2 separate regions of the Pan troglodytes genome follow, and region 1 is linked to region 2. The links are chromatin contacts, called in public HiChIP or PLAC-seq maps. All regions are on one chromosome and are shown on one strand. Each heading gives the region's core, a stretch centred on a gene start, on an enhancer-like site or on the middle of the called end of the contact. The rest is flanking DNA. Distances are from core to core; before and after follow the strand shown. Region 1 holds the start of JADE1 (jade family PHD finger 1). Region 2 holds the start of PGRMC2 (progesterone receptor membrane component 2).

Region 1 (5,989 bases), core at 454-2,953, 530 kb before region 2:
AAGGAGGTGGAAGGGATCGAATTTCTCCAGCAAATGGGACCGTTCCGACAGGATTCGGTTCCCCGGTCAACATTCCACATTCCATCCCTCTCCCGCATTTGCAAGCCAATGCCGAGCAACCCGGAAAGCCTGCTGGCTACCGAACAACAGCCCCCAACTCGCAAACACAGACTCACAGGCACAAGACACGTGCACTGAAGGGCTCTGCAACTTGCAGTCCCGGGGTACACACTACACGTTCATTTAAGGAAGCAAGGAGACCAAGAGGCCCCACCCCCACAATGTGCAGATGGTGCCAAAGGTTGCAATTTGCAATCCCCTTTAAGTTCACGATTAATCGGTACTTTGCTCTACCAACGCCAACTCCTACCCCATTTCATCGATTAAGGGGTTTTACACTTTACAAGCAGTCGCGCTGTAAGTAAAAGATCTGATCACTGGAAGCCCAGTTCGGAAGAATCTAATTGCCAAACTGTCCCTCCACCCCCACCCCCACCCCCCTCTCACTGCCCTTGAATTGATGCAATGAATATTTTGGACATGTGGTGACGCGGTGACAAGAGCCAGGGCTGCGGCCACCACACACAGATGTACCTACGCACACCTATGTTTGGACAAATACAGTCCCACCACACACACGGTCTCACACACACTGGATTCATATATGTACGCGAACCTGCGTTCTGCCATTGCCATCTGTCTACCAAGTTGCTACTATGCTTTCCACTTTCATGCAGCCTAATGCACTTTGGCTTTCTAAAAAAAAAAAAAAAAAAAAAAAAAAAAAAAAAAAACCTATAAACTAAAGCCAACTTAAACTGGGCTTCTGCTCCTAAACGCGTTTAATTGATGATTCACCTGAAAACCGCATGTTCTTCGCAAATCCAAAAGAAGAAATAGCTCTAAGTCTTCAGCCCCCCAAATTTGAAAAAAAAAATCATAATAAAACTTACTGATCCAACATAGATCAATTCTCAGGATCCAAAAATCATCCTCTCCTCCTCCTCCGGCCCCCGCCCCGGCAATGCCCAAGTTACTGGTGGGATAGTAACGCTGCGCTCAGCGGCTGCCTCCCTCCCTCCTCGCTACATATCGAGAACCCAATCTTTTGGCGCCATATTAATGACGTACTATATTATTTCCACTAGGCAGCGACCTTCGGCATTAAATTACTCCCGAGAACTCCCGAGCAAAGCAACAAAACCATCAAATATGGCTGAGCCTCTCGGCTCGTCCTGCAGCCGCCGCCGCCGCCGCCGCCGCCGTCGCCGCCGCGGGACCGGGACGCGCACACGGACCCACACGCGGACACGCGCGGACACACGCGCGGCGCGCCCACCCCGCGCGCCCCCCGCGGCCCGCGCGCGTACCTGCTGCGGAGGGGTTCGGCCGAGGCGCTGGGCTGGGCGCCGCTCGCTCGCTCGGAGCTGCATGAGTTCGGGCCGCGGCGGGCGGGGAGCCGGGCGGGCCCCTGCTCTCGCCGGCGCGCACACACCGGGCACTCGCGCACGGAGGCACTCTCGGTCTGGCGTTTGGCTTGTTATGGAGGAAGGACTATGTGAATCAAACTCATTTCTGGGTCACTGCTGCCACAGGGGGGAGCACTTTAATCCCTTGCCAAAACGAGAGGGTGGGGACGGGAGGGCGGAGGGAGCATGCGGGGAGCCCGCGGCGCTGGGGGCTCGGTCCCTCGTTAACTCTTCGCAGCCCTAGCCGCAGCCGGCTCAGCCTGCGCCAGTAGGGGCTCGCAAAGAACGGCACTGTTCAGCTCTTAGTCTCTTTCCTTACTTCACCCACCTTGTGAGCCTAGAAATTCTTGAGGTGTCTCCAAGCAGGGAAGTGGGTTTTTAAATTAGCCCCTTCAAACTGCTGTCCCAGTTTCAACTCTTGTCTGACATCTAGAAATGGATTCTTTCAGAATAGTTTAAAATTACGTAGATTAAAATATGGCTATTAAGATGTGTCATTTGGGTGAAAGGTTTTATTTTTAGGCTGAGTGGCAAAATAGTTGTTTGTAGTAACAGTTTTAGGGAGTTGCACATTAGGATGACATTTTTAAATAGAGATAATCGAATTCTGAATAACATCTTTACCTAAATTTGTATGGAAGTGATCATTGCAAATGAGCATTAATTCATTAGAAGATATTATTTATAAATTGACACCACTTTATGTTACACATTACTACAGAATTGGACATCTTCTCCCAAATATGAGGAGTGAGCCTAATGCTAAAACTAGAATTGCAGACTAGTATCAGATCAGTCATCGGAGATTCATTTGGGGGTATTTATGTGTAAAAACGAGTGGTTACTGATTTTCTGCAGAAGACAAGCTTGCTTTTTCATATAGAGGGCAACATACTTCTTTCATGGATTCATCTAGGGAAATAGAGGGGTATATGGCATTCAACTTCAATAAGAAAAAAGTACGGATTAAAAACTCCCATTCAGGCCGGGCGCGGTGGCTCACGCCTGTAATCCCAGTACTTTGGGAGGCCTAGGTGGGCGGATCACCTGAGGTCGGGAGTTCAAGACCAGCCTGACCAACATGGATAAACCCTGTCTCCACTAAAAAATACAAAATTAGCCGGGCATGGTGGTACATGCCTGTAACCCCAGCTACTGGGGAGGCTGAGGCAGGAGAATCGCTTGAACCCGGGAGGTGGAGGTTGTGATGAGCCGATAATGCGCCATTGTGCTCCAGCCTGGGCAATAAGAGCGAAACTCCGTCTCAAAAAAATAAATAAATAAATAGGAACAGTGATCACTAATTACAAAATTGAATATCGAACCCAAAAGGCATATGTGTCCACCGGAAGAATCTTTCTGAATATATCAGGTTTGATTTCATGTAATCCCACACCAGCCCAACTACCCACATCCAGACCCACATCCAGAACGTTATAATCTGATAAATGCGACAAAACAAAACTAATTGAGCCTTTCAGTTATTTTTCAGAAAACAAAGTAAGCCAGTGGAAATCCTAAGTACTGTATATGTCCTCTCCTGTTTCGCTAATGAAGAGTAGAAAGACTCCCTGCCAGTCCTATTCATGTGTTCACTTAATCCTGTTCAAAGCGATCACACATGTAAAGCACTGTGTTAACTATCATTATTACTATTCTTAGTATTGCTCTTCAGTTATTGTTATTTTTACTGGTTCACCTTGCACATACTCTCTGTAGAAGTTAAAGTACACAGGCTTTGTAGCCAGACATGGCTGGATCTGGCTCTATCAGTTAGCAGTTTGTGTACCTGTGGGATAAAAGAACTTTATCTGAGCCTCAGTTTCTTCCCTGGTAATAAAATTAAGTTAACAGCTGGCCCCTAACCTGAAGGGTTGTTAAGAGGAATCAGGCAACCTCATAACAGTTCAGGAGTAGAGGCCCTGGCAGTAGGAGGTTGTCCACTCCCTCGGCCATCACTCAACTCCTTCTTGGTTTTCTCTCCATCAAAAATTGCAACTTTTCTAAACTCCAAACAGCTTACTTCACGCATTCATGTTAAGAAAATTTTTGCCGACCGGGCGCGGTGGCTCATGCCTGTAATCCCAGCACTTTGGGAGGCAGAGGCGGGCGGATCACGAGGTCAGGAGATCCAGACCATCCTGGCTAACACGGTGAAACCCCGTCTCTACTAAAAATACAAAAAATTAGCCGGGTGTGGTGGCGGGCGCCTGTAGTCCCAGTTGCTGGGGAGGCTGAGGCAGGAGAATGGCGTGAACCCGGCAGGAGGAGCTTGCAGTGTGCCGAGATCACGCCACTGCACTGTAGCCTGGGCGACAGAGCGAGACTCTGTCTCAAAAAAAAATTTTTTTTAACTCACATTTGCTGCTTACTCTTTTATTTGCTTTTTCTATCAAAAACATCAGGCACCAACGAAAGTATTGAATAAAATGGATGACAAAAATAAAGGGATAAAATGGCACACAAACTCCCCACACTGACACATTGAACAGGAGTGAAGGTGCCATGTACAGAGTCTCAATTATGCCGTGGCTTCAGAGTACTCATCCACTGAAACAGTGCTATGTGCTATAAATAGCCCTGGACAAGAAGTCAGGAGACTCCCACCAACTCCCAATATGACTCTTTGGGCTTTAGTTTCCCCACTGAGATGATAGGAAAAATAATGTCTAAGGCCCCTTTCTCTTTAACATTCAGTCATTTCTGATTTTCTTACCAAACTTAGAAACGTGATGATTATTTGAAGAAATGGCGGACAACTTGAATCCATAAGGAACATGTAAAAATATTTTGTCATCAATGATCAGCAGTTGGCATTTCTTAAATAATAGGTGTCTCTTGCCATCAGACCACAAAGGAAACTCCTATACAACCTATTTCTAAAATGGGAAAGGCAATGATATGGTTTGCCTTGCGGCAGCACAGATAATACAGCCTAGAATAAGAAGTACTAAGCTGGCAATTAGGAAAGCGAGTTTCTGATTCCACTCTGTCACTTACTGTCTTACCTTGCCAAATCATTCCGGATCATCATTTCCTAGTCTCTGGAATAGTTCTTTTTAATTCACACCTTATTATCAGAGATGAAAAGACATTCAACAAAATAGCTACAAGGTACTCAGTGTAATAGAAATATCAAGATTCTAGTCTTTCCTGTTCGTGATGATAATTACAATTCTATATATCCTGTACATTCTGCTGTAGTCATAAACAGTTTAATTATTTTCTTCCATAATAATGGGTTTTTATGAAATAGAAATTTGGATATTTATATTCATATTCCTGATTTTGAAACCAGACTTGATTAAACCTCTGAATGTTTACTTAGTCATTTCATTTCATCTACTTCTCTGTAGGTAAAGAATTATAAGGCCTTGATAAGAGATTCAGAATTGTTCATATTTGAAATGAAGGGATGCATACACTAAAGTCCTGTATTATCTCATTCCTTTAGGGAAATGAGCAAGAAATTCTTACTGGCAAATACCACTGTCAGTTGGTATACATTCCAACGAGATAATTTTTTTTTTTTCCAAGATCAGGGTCTCACTCTGCCACCCAGGCTGGAGTTCAGTGGTCCCAACATGGCTCAGTGCAGCCTCCACCTCCAGGGCTCAAGCAATTCCCCCACCTCAGCCTCCAAAGTAGCTGGGAACACAGGCATGAACCACCACACCTGACTAATTTTTCATATTTTTTGTAGAGACAGGATTTCACCGTGTTTCCCAGACTGGTCTCAAACTCCTGAGCTCAAGCGATCCGCCCTCCTCGCTCTCCCAAAGTGCTGGGATAATAGGCGTGAGCCATTGCGCCTGCACCCAGAGAGAAGAATTTTTTTTTTTTTTTACTGTAAAAGGGCAATCTTGGATAAAATGGGTTGTATCCTAAAAGTTTATTTGCATGTACTTTAATTTTTTTGGAATTTTGTGCCAAAAATGTCTTGTTACTAAAGAGGGCTTAGATTGTTGTTTTTAAAAATAATTCTAATAACTAAATGATAAAAAATAACTTTTTATTTTTCAACCAGGCGTGGTGGCTCACACCTGTATTCCCAGCACTTTGGGAGGCTGAGGCGGGTGGATCACTTGAGGTCAGGAGTTTGAGACCAGCCTGACCAATATAGTGAAAACCCATCTCTACTAAATATAAAAATTCACCGGGCGCGGTGGCTCACGCCTGTAATCCCAGCACTTTGGGAGGCCAAGGCAGGCGGATCACAAGGTCAAGCGTTCAAGACCAGCCTGGCCAACATGGTGAAACCCCGTCTCTACTAAAAATACAAAAATTAGCTGGGCGTGATGGTGCATACCTGTCATCCCAGCTACTTGGTAAGCTGAGGCAGAAGAATTGCTTGAACCTGGGAGGCAGAGTTTGCAGTGAGCTGAGATCTTGCCGCTCTACTCCAGCCTGGGTGACAGACCGAGACTCCATCTCAAAAAAAAAAGAAAAAAAAAAAAGAAATTACCCAGGCGTGGTGGCGCATGCCTGTAATCCCGGCTACTTGGGAAGCTGAGGCAGGA
Region 2 (5,956 bases), core at 407-2,906:
AAGTGTTCCATATTGAAGGATAGAGTATATGGTCATTTACTACCAATTGTGTCGCTCTCCCTCAGGTACCTCTAATGCAGGGCTCAGCAATATGGCTTATAAGTTGTTTTTGCACCTCTCCAGAACTAAAAAAAAAAAAAATTTACATATTTCAACGATTTTCTTAAAAATCAAAAGAATATTTCATACCTGAAATTATATTAAAAATTCAATGTCCATAGTTTTACTGAAGACAGCTACACTCATTCAAGTATTGTCTATGGCTGCTTTCTCGTTACAAGGTAGAGCTGAGTAGTTAAGGCAGAGACTTAAAATATGATCGGGCCCTTTACAAAAAATGTTTGCCAACCCCTGCTCTAATGTCTCCCCTAGCTCTGAGTCTCCTCACCTCACGCACAAATACCCTAGCCTACTAACTGCTTTCCCACTCTTTCCCCAGCCTCTAATCCTTCAGACACCTGGTTGCTATACAACCTCTCTACAAGACTGTCGACCCTGTCACTTGGCCCGTCAATATCCTCAGTGACTCCTCCAAAACCGACAGTGAAAGGTTCAAACCTATTCTATGAGACTCAAGACAACAGACAACAAAGGGCAAGAGAGAACACGTCAAACGAGTTCGTCAAACGAGTTGAGTGCGTGAGACTTCAGAGGTCACTTTTTCACACCAGAATTTCAAGGTGTGAGAGGCTAAAAGACGTCCAAGTACATGAAACAGAACCTGCAAATAAGAGTGAATGACGAATAGAAAGACCACCTCAACCTGTCCACTTCCCTAGGGCCGCAGAAGTTATGATTCAAGGAATAATGAGACTCTAAATCCTTTAAAATTCTACAAGAGCAGCCTTTGCCAAACCCAGCGGGGAGTGGCTGCTCGGTGCCAGCGCGAGGAGCACGTAGACTGCCGATGCCAGAGAAGCCCGGTGCGGGTTCCGTGCTTTCTCTCCGTTCCAGGAAGACCCCAGCTCGTCGCCAAATCTTCTTGCCGCTTCCCGGTCTGCGCGCCTACGCTGCCGGTTTCCCGACAAAAGCGACGGCGCCCTGGGGAAAAGCAGACGCCCCTCATCGGTTTGCGCCTTGCAACTCAACTATGCCCCAGCCTCCCACAAGCCGCCTGCCCGCGTCCTCCGCCAGGCGTCCAGCCGGGACCTGCCCCCGCGGCAGCCAAGGCGCACGTGAAGCTCCCGGGCGGGGGGAGCGCAAGGAGGCGGGAGTTTGCGGACGCGAACCTAGGCCTAGGAAGGGAAGCGATTCCAGGGCGCACGCGCAGAGCCTGGAGACTGGGCGGGGCGTGCCTCCCGCAGGGGTTACGGACGAAAGGCGAGCGCGTGGCGTTCAGGAGCCCGCGCACGCGCTGTGGTCTCGCCCCGCCCATGAGCGTCCGCGCGGCCGTCGTAGCATCTTTTCTTCAGACCCGCCCGGCTCGTCTACTTAACCTAGCGGAGGCTTGGAGTGAGAGCAGGGAAGTGTGGGGCGAGGTGGGCGGGGCGTTGCACGCGTGCGCGGCCAGCGAAAGAAGGGAGGGGGCGGGAGATCCGAGACAACGTTACCCCGTCAACACCCAATCAGGAGCCGGCCTGACCCCGCCCCCCTCTTCTCACATTATTGGCTGGGAGGCCCCCAGATGGGCGGGGCCGCCCGTGGGGTTGGGGAGGGCAGGGGGCGGGGAGGAGGAGGAAGGCGCTGGCGGGCAGTGATGGCGGCTGGTGATGGGGACGTGAAGCTAGGCACCCTGGGGAGTGGCAGCGAGAGCAGCAACGACGGCGGCAGCGAGAGTCCAGGCGGCGCGGGAGCGGCAGCGGAAGGGGGAGGCTGGGCGGCGGCGGCGTTGGCGCTTCTGACGGGGGGCGGGGAAATGCTGCTGAACGTGGCGCTGGTGGCTCTGATGCTGCTGGGGGCCTACCGGCTGTGGGTGCGCTGGGGGCGGCGGGGTCTGGGGGCCGGGGCCGGGGCGGGCGAGGAGAGCCCCGCCGCCTCTCTGCCTCGCATGAAGAAGCGGGACTTCAGCTTGGAGCAGCTGCGCCAGTACGACGGCTCCCGCAACCCGCGCATCCTGCTCGCGGTCAATGGGAAAGTCTTCGACGTGACCAAAGGCAGCAAGTTCTACGGCCCGGGTGAGGAGTTGGAAGGGGAGGGGAAGGACCCCCTGCAGCTGAAGCACGACCCCCTTCGGACGGGGAGGCCTCTGGGCACCGGGTTAGTTTGCCCAGCCTTCTCGTCGCCGGGACCCCCGCGCCTCGGCCGCCGCACCTGGGACGGCCCGTCCCGCCCCTACACACACACCGTCCCCCCGCAGCTACGGGCACCTCCAGTTCTTCCCCCGAAACCAGGGTCCCCGGTGGCGCCCCAGAGACCAGCTCTCAGCATTCGTCTTTCTTCCATCCCATTTCTCCTCGCAGCCTTTTTGTTTGTTTGTTTCTTTGGCTGGATTTTTCAAAATCGTTTTAGTTGTCACAGGTCAACGCTGGCCCTTAACCTTTTTTGAGTCTCCTGATTCCTGGGATGGATGGGGCACCAGGGAAGGGAGATTTCTGAAGTTGGGACCTAAACTAAAGTTTTGGGCTCTGTAATTCACAGTTTTCTTTTCCTTGCCCCCTTTTTTTTTTTTTTGGCCACTGATCTCCTTTTTTCCCTCGCTGTATTACTCCGTAAGGCCACGTTTAGGGGCATGTAAAGTCCCAACCCTCCAGTCTCTGAAGTCCAGACATATAAGCAACACCTCGGACTCTCTTTAAACCAGTTTTAGTTCGGAGTTGCTTTCCATGATTAACAAGGTATGTGGGATGAGAACAGACCAGAATGCAGAGCTTATTAAAGACTGGTAATGATATTCACCCTGAGTTTTGGGGGTGGAGCTCCTATACCCAGCAGGCGTGTCTCTGGTTTCTTTTTTCTTTTTTTTTCTCTTTTCAAGTACACGTTGATAATGACTTGTGTTTTCACTTAGCAGAACTAAGGAGAAAAAACTTAGAAGAGTTGTAGATTTATACCCCCATGTGCCAGTTATGCAAGTTAAAGATTTTTAGAACTTTGTTTTCAGAGAACTTTGTTTTCAGGGAACTTTGTGTAGGGTAGTTGATTTAGACGCCCTTTTTTTACAGTGTGGTTGTAGCATACATTTTGGATTATGTTAATAAACCCCAGACTCATGGAACCTGTTGGTATATCATACAGTTGAGCAACATTGTGCATCCTGGTTGTGCACTGATTAATACTAAGCTTTAAAAAAAAGTGGTAACTACAATAAGAATAAATAATTAAATTAGAGACCTAAAGTGACCTGTTATTGGAGAGAGTACATCCAAGCCTTAAAGTCATAGGGTTGGCAGTCTGGAAATAAGCTGGTTTTCTCCTTAATTTAATCTGTAAGTGTATAAGATTTATTGACACTTAAAAATATATACTTCTGATTTCAGTGCTTGATAGCTGGAAGATATTTTAGAAGTGCTTTGGTTTGTAGTTTGTTCATTGGAATAGGGATAAGAAATAGGAGATTTTTGGTGTTGAATTATGTAGTTTATTTCTTAGTTGTTTGTACTTCTGTGTATATATACACATTTAATCCAACCAAGTAAATACATAGCTTACAAAGTTTTTGCTTCTGGTTACATAAATGTGAACACAAGATGTCTGCCTACTTATATCAACTGAAATGGTTAATACATTTTTGTTTACTTAAGCACACGTGGGACAAGAGAACAAGGCCAAAGTACAGTATTTAAACAGGCCAAGCGAAGTAAAATTTTTTTAAATCAAGGATTTAGACAGCATTTTATACCTAGTTCAAGCTTTTCACCCATTGGTATTAAAATGTGTTAAGTGATTAGAAATCCTGTACAGGTTTAAATTTTTAATATAGACCTTACCCAGCTAAAAGATCAGCTTTTGTACCCTGTCTGAACTGCCACTGAAGAAAACAAAGTATTAGTACAAAGAATCGTATTAGTCCTCACACATTATGCCTTGGCAGTATCTGAAAATAGCTAAGAGAGACAGTCATAGAAACAGTTTGGCAGCCTCCAGTGGCAAATGTTTGTTCTGTGATAGAAATTAAAAATTAAAGCCAGGCGTGGTGGTTCATGCCTGTAATCTCAGTGCTTTGGGAGGCCGAGGCGGGTGCATCACCAGAGGTCAGGAGTTCGAAACCAGCCTGGCCAATATAACAAAACCTCGTCTCTACTAAAAATACAAGAAAATTAGCTAGACGTGGTGGCGGGTGCCTGTAATCCCAGCTACTCGGGAGGCGGTGGCAGGGAGAGTTGCTGGAACCCGGGAGGTGGGGGTTGCAGTGAGCCGAGATTGCGCCATTGCACTGCAGCCTGGGCGACAGAGAGAGACTCGGTATAAAAAAAAATTAAAAATTAAGAGTCATAGGTGGTAGATTGCTTTTTTATGGTATGTGCACTGAGGGAGGCTCTTGAGATTACAATGGAGAAGTCAGTTTTAGATTAGTTTCTGCCAGTTCCTAGGTTCTGTTGAACAGCCTAAGAGTGATATACAGTTAGTATTCTACAGTTGATCAACAACCTAACAGATATTTGAATATTTTATTATTGAAAGGAACCTTAAAGAAAGCCAGATCATTTTATGGGCTTAGAATATGTTGATATTGCATATTAATAGAAAATGTAATAAGTAGTACTTTTCAAAAAATCTTAAAGCCAAATTTCTGGCTATAAAACAGATACAAGTTCAGTTTTGCTTTTAATTTTTATTTTCATCCTCATAAATTAAGCAGTTTTGTAGCAGAATAATTCAGAAGCAGTAATTGTTAGTTTCTATGCCTAGCCAATATCTACCCTAATTTCACAATAATGGTTTTAGGATTAAATTTTATGAGATTTTTCCATAATGCTAAACGTGTTTATTTTTAGTCATACATTTTTAAAGTTCAGGCTCTTAATTAAATATTGACAGTGTAATTTGGTGGAGTATACACATTTTGGCAAACAGTTGGCATTAACTGTATTTGCCAATATTAAATTTAGTAACAGATCAGGCACTTGGCCAGCAGGTGAGGAAAGTTTGGTCATGTAAAAAACTGAATACAGGAGGAGAAAGAAAACCAGATTCGTTAAGCACCCACAATATCAGATCCATTAATTTTTTTATCTCCATAATTCCTCAGTGAAGTTGGTAAGTATTCCTGCTCTACAGGTGGGGAGTCTGAGGTTTAGGTATTTTAGGTAAATTGGCTTGGATTACATGTATGTCTAATAAATCCAGATGGATATTACCACACAGCTTATCTATACTATTTCTAGTAAACTGCATCCTGTGATAAACTTGTAGAGAATCTTACTGTTGTTTTTCTTTATACTCTTCCCTGGTTCCCATAAATCCAAGGATTTAAAGCCTCAAAAAAAACATGCCTTTCGGCCAGGCACGGTGGCTCACGCGTGTAATCCCAGCACTTTGGGAGGCTGAGGCAAGCGGATCACTTGAGGTCAGGAGTTTGAGACCAGACTGGCCAACATGGTGAAACCCCATCTCTACTAAAAATAAAAATAAAAATAAAAAAATAAAGGCCAGGCACGGTGGCTCATGCCTTAATCCCAGCACTTTGAGAGGCCAAGGCGGGCAGATCCCTGAGGTCAGGAGTTCGGGACCAGCCTGGCCAACATGGCCAAACCCTGTTTCTACAAAAATACAAAAAAAAATTAGCCGAGCATGATGGTGGGTACCTGTAATCCCAGCTACTGGGGAGGCTGAGGCAAGAGAATCACTTGAACCTAGGAGGTGGAGGTTGCAGTGAGCTGAGATCTCGCCATTGCACTCCAGCCTGGGTGACAGAACGAGACTCTGTCTCAAAAAAAAAAAAAATGCTTTTATGGCTTTATGTTATACTGCCCAAAATGGTGGCCCCAGGTGGCTAATTAAAAGTAAATTAATTAAAATTAGATATAATTAAAAATTGAGTTCCTTAGTAACACTAGCTACATATAAAGTGCTGAGC

Evidence for each region. HiChIP or PLAC-seq counts read pairs in DNA pulled down with a chosen protein or histone mark.
Region 1: a contact with region 2 is called in an H3K4me3 HiChIP or PLAC-seq map of stem cell-derived excitatory neurons, with 5 times the contacts expected there. The contact joins the promoter of JADE1 here to the promoter of PGRMC2 in region 2. A contact is called at or near these places in 1 of 7 Hi-C or Micro-C datasets (stem cell-derived neural progenitor cells) and 1 of 1 datasets of contacts at active chromatin or transcription factors (stem cell-derived excitatory neurons).

What each region holds. Positions count from the first base shown.
Region 1 is chr3:129,970,680-129,976,668 of NHGRI_mPanTro3-v2.0_pri, reverse strand. JADE1 (jade family PHD finger 1) reads right to left here and starts at 1,703. Exons shown (of 11, transcript XM_001158814.6): 1 at 1,371-1,703.
Region 2 is chr3:129,444,093-129,450,048 of NHGRI_mPanTro3-v2.0_pri, reverse strand. It overlaps PGRMC2 (progesterone receptor membrane component 2), which reads left to right and starts at 1,656. Exons shown (of 3, transcript XM_517434.6): 1 at 1,656-2,114. The coding sequence starts at 1,697.